2 separate regions of the Gossypium hirsutum genome follow, and region 2 is linked to region 1. Evidence: chromatin contacts called from public Hi-C data. All regions are on one chromosome and are shown on one strand. Each heading gives the region's core, a stretch centred on a gene start, on an enhancer-like site or on the middle of the called end of the contact. The rest is flanking DNA. Distances are from core to core; before and after follow the strand shown. Region 1 overlaps LOC121211295 (a long non-coding RNA gene). Region 2 has its middle 18 kb from the start of LOC107939796.

The links. Hi-C and Micro-C count contacts between places; a contact is called where the count stands out from the background.
Region 2: a contact with region 1 is called in a Hi-C map of leaf, with 1.8 times the contacts expected there. The contact joins two enhancer-like sites. A contact is called at or near these places in 2 of 34 Hi-C or Micro-C datasets (both in leaf).

What each region holds. Positions count from the first base shown.
Region 1 is chrA12:12,894,670-12,898,385 of Gossypium_hirsutum_v2.1, reverse strand. LOC121211295 (a long non-coding RNA gene) reads right to left here. Exons shown (of 4, transcript XR_005906609.1): 4 at 3,383-3,716. Among protein-coding and RNA genes, the nearest start is that of LOC121211295, 4.4 kb to the right of the region's middle. Within about 2 kb of position 1,690, at least 9 of the 9 cell types and tissues checked have an H3K27ac peak or open chromatin away from gene starts, as enhancers often do. A contact at or near this core is called in leaf, where this site is marked.
Region 2 is chrA12:13,265,537-13,269,074 of Gossypium_hirsutum_v2.1, reverse strand. No RefSeq gene overlaps it. Among protein-coding and RNA genes, the nearest start is that of LOC107939796, 18 kb to the right of the region's middle. Within about 2 kb of position 1,479, at least 7 of the 9 cell types and tissues checked have an H3K27ac peak or open chromatin away from gene starts, as enhancers often do. A contact at or near this core is called in leaf, where this site is marked.

The sequences.
Region 1 (3,716 bases), core at 441-2,940:
ATTTGGTTCAATGATTAAATATTCATCCTTTAGACTTAGGTTTAATTCTCCTTTTTTAAACACATTTGTAATTTTTATTTCATGTTATTTCAAGGTTTTTTATTTTTAATTAATAAATATATTGTTCTCAAATTTTGTATTTTTAATTCATCTTTTTAATTAATAATTCCAGATTTAATAACGAATTAAAAAAAAACTCAATTTTTTTTTCACATTATAGTTGGCTAAAAATAATCAACCACTTCAAAGAAAATTAATCTTTGTTTGATTTAATTATATGAAAAAAAATCGAAGGGTTGGGAGAGATTAAAATTAACGTAAATTTATTATTAATATAAAAAATAATATAATTAGTGGGGGTTTTGAAAAATATTTTTCGTGTTTAAAAAAGTGAAAGGAAAATGAGATTAATGGTAAGTTTGATAAGAGATTTAAAGTTCTTGAAAAAACAAATCAATGGGTTTGAAGATAGATACAATTCTGCCTTAGTAAGGAAAAATAATTATTATCGATTTTGTAATTTAATAATAATTTAATGAGTTTTTCTTAGTTTTAAATATCATTTGACTCGTCTGCTTTTTGGCGCGTCTTTGTCTGCCTTTTGGCACGATTTGGGTATTCTCCAGTTTTATTTTTTTGTTTTTGCTTTGGTATTGGTTTTTCTGCTATTCCTGTGGGATTATTTCCTGTGAGGTGTAACTTATGGAAAGAAGGCTGGCAGATCTGAGTTTGGAAGAAAGTGAAGAGGATGTTTTTCCTGTTCAGAATGGGGATGAAGCACAAGACCTAACGTTTAATTTCTGTTTGGTGGGTTGTTTTCTAACTGCTAGTGTGGTCCACTTCCCAGCCATAAGAAATACAATGATAAATATCTGGCACCCTTGGAAGGTGTTCAAATTTCAGATTTGGGTGAAAAGTGATTTCTGTTCAAGTTTTTTAACGAAGTGGATATTCATGTTATAACAGGGGCACCTTGGACTTTTAATAACCACCTATTGACTTTCCATAGGATTCAGGAGAATGAAAATCCAAAGTCAATTCCTTTGGTGTTTTCAGACTGGTGGGTGCAGATCCATGATTTGCCTCCAAGTTTTATTAAAGAATTAATGGTGGTACAATTTGGAAATTTCATTGGTAAGTTTCTAGAATATGATATGAAGAATTTATCGACCGGCTACAAAAATTTTCTACGAATTCGCGTTCAAATTGATGTTAGGCAGCCTCTAAAGACACGGAAAAAAATCAAGTTGTCCGAATCAAATTTTACTTATGCAAAATTCAAATATGAAAAATTAACTTTATTTTGCTTCTTATGTGGCTGTCTTGGTCATGGAGATAGTTTCTGTCCTACAAGGCTATAATGTGGGATACAGGAAGTAGAAATGGGGTGGGATTTGACTTTGAGGGCGCAGCCGAGGAAGGCCACCACCGTTAGTAGCATCTGGCTCAGGGAGGAGGGAGACAATTCTTTTTTTGGAAAGAATCGTGTTGATGTGAAATCTGGACAAATTTCTAGGCAAAATCATGGGAAATGATCATGGGTTGATTTTAATTCTATCCTAGGAATTAATTTGGAAGGCTCTAAATCTTCAAACGATTCAAATCAGAGGCAGGATTCACACCAGTGTTTGGGGAAAGAGTTGGCTAATTGTCAACGTCAACAGATGAAATTTTGTTTGAATGGGCTGGAATCAATTAAGGCTCGGGCTGTTGTGGATTGTGCTAATGGATTGGACTTCACGAGAATGGATTGTCAGTTGGAGGAGAACCCAATTTCCAATAATGAGGGAAAGAAAAGACAAAGGTCTGACTTTTTAATTTCCAAGGGTTCCAATGCTATTCGATGGAGATAAGTGGGGGGTATTCAACTCACCAAAAAACTGTATCGGTGGCTACCGGTGGGTATGCCAACTGGAAGCCATGAAAATTTTATGCTGGAATGTTCACGGATTGAGGAGTTCGTGAACAATACGTCATCTTCAGCATATGCTGAAAACTTATCATCCCCACATGGTCTTCTTTATGGAGACAAAATTGAATGCTTCCCGTATGGAGAATGTTAGGAGGCGTTGTGGTTTTATTAACGGTATTGATGTTTCTACGGAGGAGACTTGAGGGGGATTAAACCTTAGGTGGAATGGTGGTCATTTGGTAACTTTGAAGAATTTCTCCAATAATCATATTGACGTGAAATTCAAGAAGAGGAGGGGACACCAAGGTGGCGATTCATGGAGCTCCGGATGTAAGAGATAAAGCTGTCACGTGGGATTTGCTTAGGCGATTGGGGCAGACTATTTCATTAACATGGTTGGTTGGAGGATATTTCAACGATATTCTTTTTGCTAATGAGAAGCAAGGTGGGAATTTAAGGGATAAGACCAGAATGGAGGCTTTTCGCATAACTTTGAAAAATTGTCAGTTAGTTGACATTGGCTTCTCTGGACCTTGGTTCACTTGGGAGAGGGGTCATGTATTGGAAAATAATATAAGAGAAAGAATTTATAGGGGTGTTGCTACGGATGCATGGATTCAACTTTTTCCATCGTATTCTTTGAGACACTTTCTTTACTCTTTTTCGGATCACTGTCCTTTACTTAATGAGACGAAAGTAAGCGGTCTGGGTAACAGAACTAGACAATTCTATTTTTGAAGCATGGTGGGTTTTGGATGAGTCATGTGCGGAAGAGATTCGAGAGTTATGGGAGGGTATCTTGGGTTCTTATCCAAATCGTATTGCAATGCTTACTAAGGGACTGAAAAGATGGGGGGACATCATTATGGCTAATAAATGTCATGAGGTCAAAAGTTTAACAAGGAGATTGAGGGTTTGAATTGTGCCGAGCGCTCGGAGGAATCGATGGTCGAGCTTGTTGATGTCAAATTACACTTAAATAAGGAGATGGAAAAGAAAGAACGATTTTTGGAACAACAAGCAAGAGCAAATTGGTTGAAATTGGGGGATAATAACACTTCTTTTTTCATAAGTTTGCTTCTCAAAGAAAGCGTACGAATCGAATTCGTGGTTTGCAAAGGAATGACGGTTCTCTTGCCACAAATTGTAATAAAACTGAGAATATTACTCGAGATTATTTTGCTGATCTTTTTGAGTCTCGTAAAATAGAAAATTTGGACCATATTTTGTCGGGGGTACCGCTTTGCATAACTGACAGCATGAACCAAAGCTTGATGGCTAGTTATACAGAGGAGGAAATTGTTGCGACACTAAATGGAATAGGGCCTACGAAAGTTTCAGGACCAGATGGGTTTCCAGCAAATTTTTACCAAAAGTATTGGCACATTATTGGTAAAGATACTAGCATGTTCTGTTTGGATATTTTGAATAATGGCAAATCTTTAGATGAGATAAATAGAACACAATTGGTTCTAATACCAAAAATCTCAAACCTTCTTAATTTGAAGAATTTTGGCTCGATTAGCCTTTGTACGGTAATTTATAAAATTATTGCCAAAACAGTTGCTAATCGTCTACAAAAAGTGTTGGATGAGTGTATTGATGACTCTCAAAGTGCCTTTGTGCCGGGTAGACTCATAACTGACAATGTTTTGCTAGCATACGAGATACTTCACTCTTTCAAAAACAAAAGAACAGGGCAAAAGGGTTTGATGGCTCTTAAGCTAGATATGAGCAAGGCCTATGACCATGTGGAATGGCCATTCATTAAAGGTATAATGTCAAAAATGGGTTTTGTTGACCC
Region 2 (3,538 bases), core at 230-2,729, 370 kb before region 1:
CATTCTTGCTCCAGCTAGAAACCACCCCATAAACCCCCTTGAAAACAACAATCGTCAAAACAATAATTATCAGCAATCAAATTAATATCTGACCATTTCAACCCTCAAAGGCTTCTTGAAACTCCACGTTCTTGAAAACTCTTCCACACAACAGATTCAAAAAATGTTTTCCTCTTCCCCTACTCTCCGTCCCCTCAGCTCTCTCATACTCTCAGTCCTCTGTCGATCTTCAGCCACCACTCCCACCGCTCCAAAAGCAACCATGTTCTCTAGATAAGTTGACTCTCTTCTTACCAATCCTTCAGTTAAAGTGATATGAGCAACCGTATTTGCTTCTCTGTTTGTAAAGAGGAAGACGCAGGTCTGAAATCCTAAGCTAATACTTTTAGAACCGTTTATGAGTGCAGCAATCTCAGATCTATCCTCATTTTCTTCTTGAAGCTTTCGAATCACCGTTCAAGAATCACCCTCGATCTCCACCTCCCTCATATCCGGTTGTAAACCCAGTTGTAGCGCTTGAAAGCACGCCACCACTTCAGCAGCGAAGACAGACGGTATGTTTGAGTTCATAACTATTTTTTAGCAAATAACCTCTATTTTAGCATTACGGATAACTAACCCTGAACACGATTCCTTCCTGCGATTGTTAAAAGCAGCATTGAAGTTAATCTTGATCCCTGTTCCTTCCGAAGCAACCCAACTAGCCACATAGAAACGTTCAACAGGTACATTCTGTTTCAACCCATCAAGTTCCTTAATATGATTTTCAACAAAAATTGCAATTTGAGCACCCGTCTTAATCTCACCATCATGGATAAATCTGTTTCTGGAAGTCCAACGTGCCCATAAAGTGCATGCAAATATTCTGCAAATAGCTTTAGATCTAGACTCAAAAATACATTTAAACCATTCTCTGAAATCAGTGCTTTCTTCAGAAAGGATCCACTTTATATTCAAGTATTCCCATGTTTCCTTTGCAACAGAGCACTTGTGGAACACATGTTCCCTTATTTCCACTCCATCCTGGCACCGACTGCAAGTCGCGGAGCCCCTCATTCGTTGATATTGAAGATTACTAAAAGTAGGTAGATAGTTACGAGAAATTCGCCAACTGTAATCTTTATTTTAAAGGGTAGGTCAAGAGTCCACAATTTTTTGTAAAATTGTTTGTAACTAGCCTGTAAATTATTAAGATTATCATGTAAAAGGAGTTTATGCCCACTTCGTAACGAATATTCACCAGTCGGCTCTCCACGCCAAATGACAACATCATCGAGCTCCTGCAAAGACAAGGGAATACAAAGAATCCTTTCTGCGTCCTGCTCCGAAAATGTATTAAAAATCAACTCTGAGTTCTATTTTCTAGCATTAGCATCAATCAGATCAACAACTTGTTGAACGCTTAAATTAACCTCTGTGTTTTGTACTTTAAAATCATCATTGCCAGGAATCCATGCATCTTCCCAAATAGAGACTTGTTTCCATTTCTAATCCTCCAACCCAGTCCTTTCAACAAAAGCCCATTAGTAGCCCAGATACTTCGCTAGGTAAAGGAAGGTAGATTTCCCAAACTGGAGTTTAAAAAGTTCGACTCATTATAATATTTAGCTTTAAAAGTACGCACTAGTAACGAATTAAGATTACGTAACAAACGCCAACCCTGTTTTGCCAATAAAGCGATATTAAAATGATTTAGATTGCGGAAACCCATGCCCCTATTTTCCTTAAGCGCGCACATGGACTTACAATCGTACCAATGCATCCCACGCTTTCCTTGATTTTTCCTCTACAAAAAGCCCCCATAATATTTTCCAATTCCAAACATAACGATTTTGGCAAAAGGAAGCAAGCCATTGTATAGGTGGGAAGTGATTGCAAAACAGCCTTTATAAAACTCTCTGGATCTCTCTGAGAAATGTGCCTTAAACTAAAACTATTAATCTGTTGCTTCAAGCGATTTTTCAAATTTTGAAAGGCGATTTTCTTCTTTCGACCCACCATGTTAGGAGGACCAATGTACTTCACTGGATTTTTCGAGCTTCTAACATTAAGAATCTGAAACACCATATCCTTATCCTGATCTGCCACATTAGAGCTAAAGAACACTGTTGATTTTTCAAAGTTAACACACTGCCCCGAACAAGCTTTGTATTCTTCGAGAATATCCTTCATCACACAGATCCCCCTAATTGAGACCTCTCCAAACAAAATGCAGTCATCTGCAAACATGAGGTGCGTGATCGGTGGAGCTGATCTGCAAACCTTGGCAACAGAAATTTTTTTCCTGACTAGCCAGTCTCATTAATGTAAAAAGCCCTTCTCCACAAAATAGAAACAAATAGGGACTTAAAGGATCCCCTTGGCCCAGGCCCCTAGAAGACCTGAAACTTGATCCTTCCTCCCCATTAATTAAAATCGTGTACTAGACAGAACTGATACATTGAAGGATAATATTGATGAACCTTTCATCAAAGCCTAATTTACTCATCATCTCTCTTATAAAAGGCCACTCAACTCTATCATAGGCCTTGCTCATGTCTAATTTTAGAGCCATGAAACCTTTTCTTCCATATCTTTTATTTCTAAGAGAATGAAGAACTTCATATGCGAGTAAAACATTATCAGAAATAAGCCTACCGAGAACGAACGCACTTTAGGCGCCATCAATGCACTCTTCCAAAACCTTTTGGAAACGATTAGCCACTGTCTTGGCAATAATCTTATAAATAACAGTACACCATCAATGCACTCTTCCAAAACCTTTTGGAAACGATTAGCCACTGTCTTGGCAATAATCTTATAAATAACAGTACACAGGCTAATGGGACGGTAATTTTTCAAATTGGTAGGATTAGTAGTTTTAGGAATCAGCACCAGTTGAGTCTTATTAATCTCTTCCAAAGAACTCCCATTATTCAAAATTCCTAAACAAAAATCACTAGTATCCTTACCAATGATGTGCCAGTACTTCTGATAGAAAATAACAGGGAAACCGTCAGCACCTGAAGCTTTTGTAGGCCCCATTCCTTTCAGCGACTCAATAATTTTGCCCTCTGAGTAAATGTCCAGCAACATTCGATTCATTCTTTCCAAAATACACGAATGAACCCCGGAAAGTATATGGTTCAAATTCCCAATTCCTCTCGACATAAAAAGGTCAGAAAAGTACCCTCTAACAATGGACTCCACCTCCCTACCATCCATAGCAATCGAGCCGTCAAGTCTTTGAAGACCACAAATCCGATTAACACGGCTTCTCTGAGACGCATATTTATGGAAGAATGCAGTATTCTTATCACCCATTTTCAACCAATTAGCTCGAGCCCGTTGCTCCCAATACATCTCCTCTTTATCCATCTCCATATTCAGCTGGAGTTTGATCCCAACAATCTCACCCAAATTCTCCTCCGATCTCTCGCCACAATTCAACTCTTCCAGCCTCCTGTTTAGACGTTTCACATCATACCCTCATTTATGCTTGATCTTTTTCGCCCAACCTTTCAAACCATCTGCAAGATAATCCATGCGAATTAAGAAA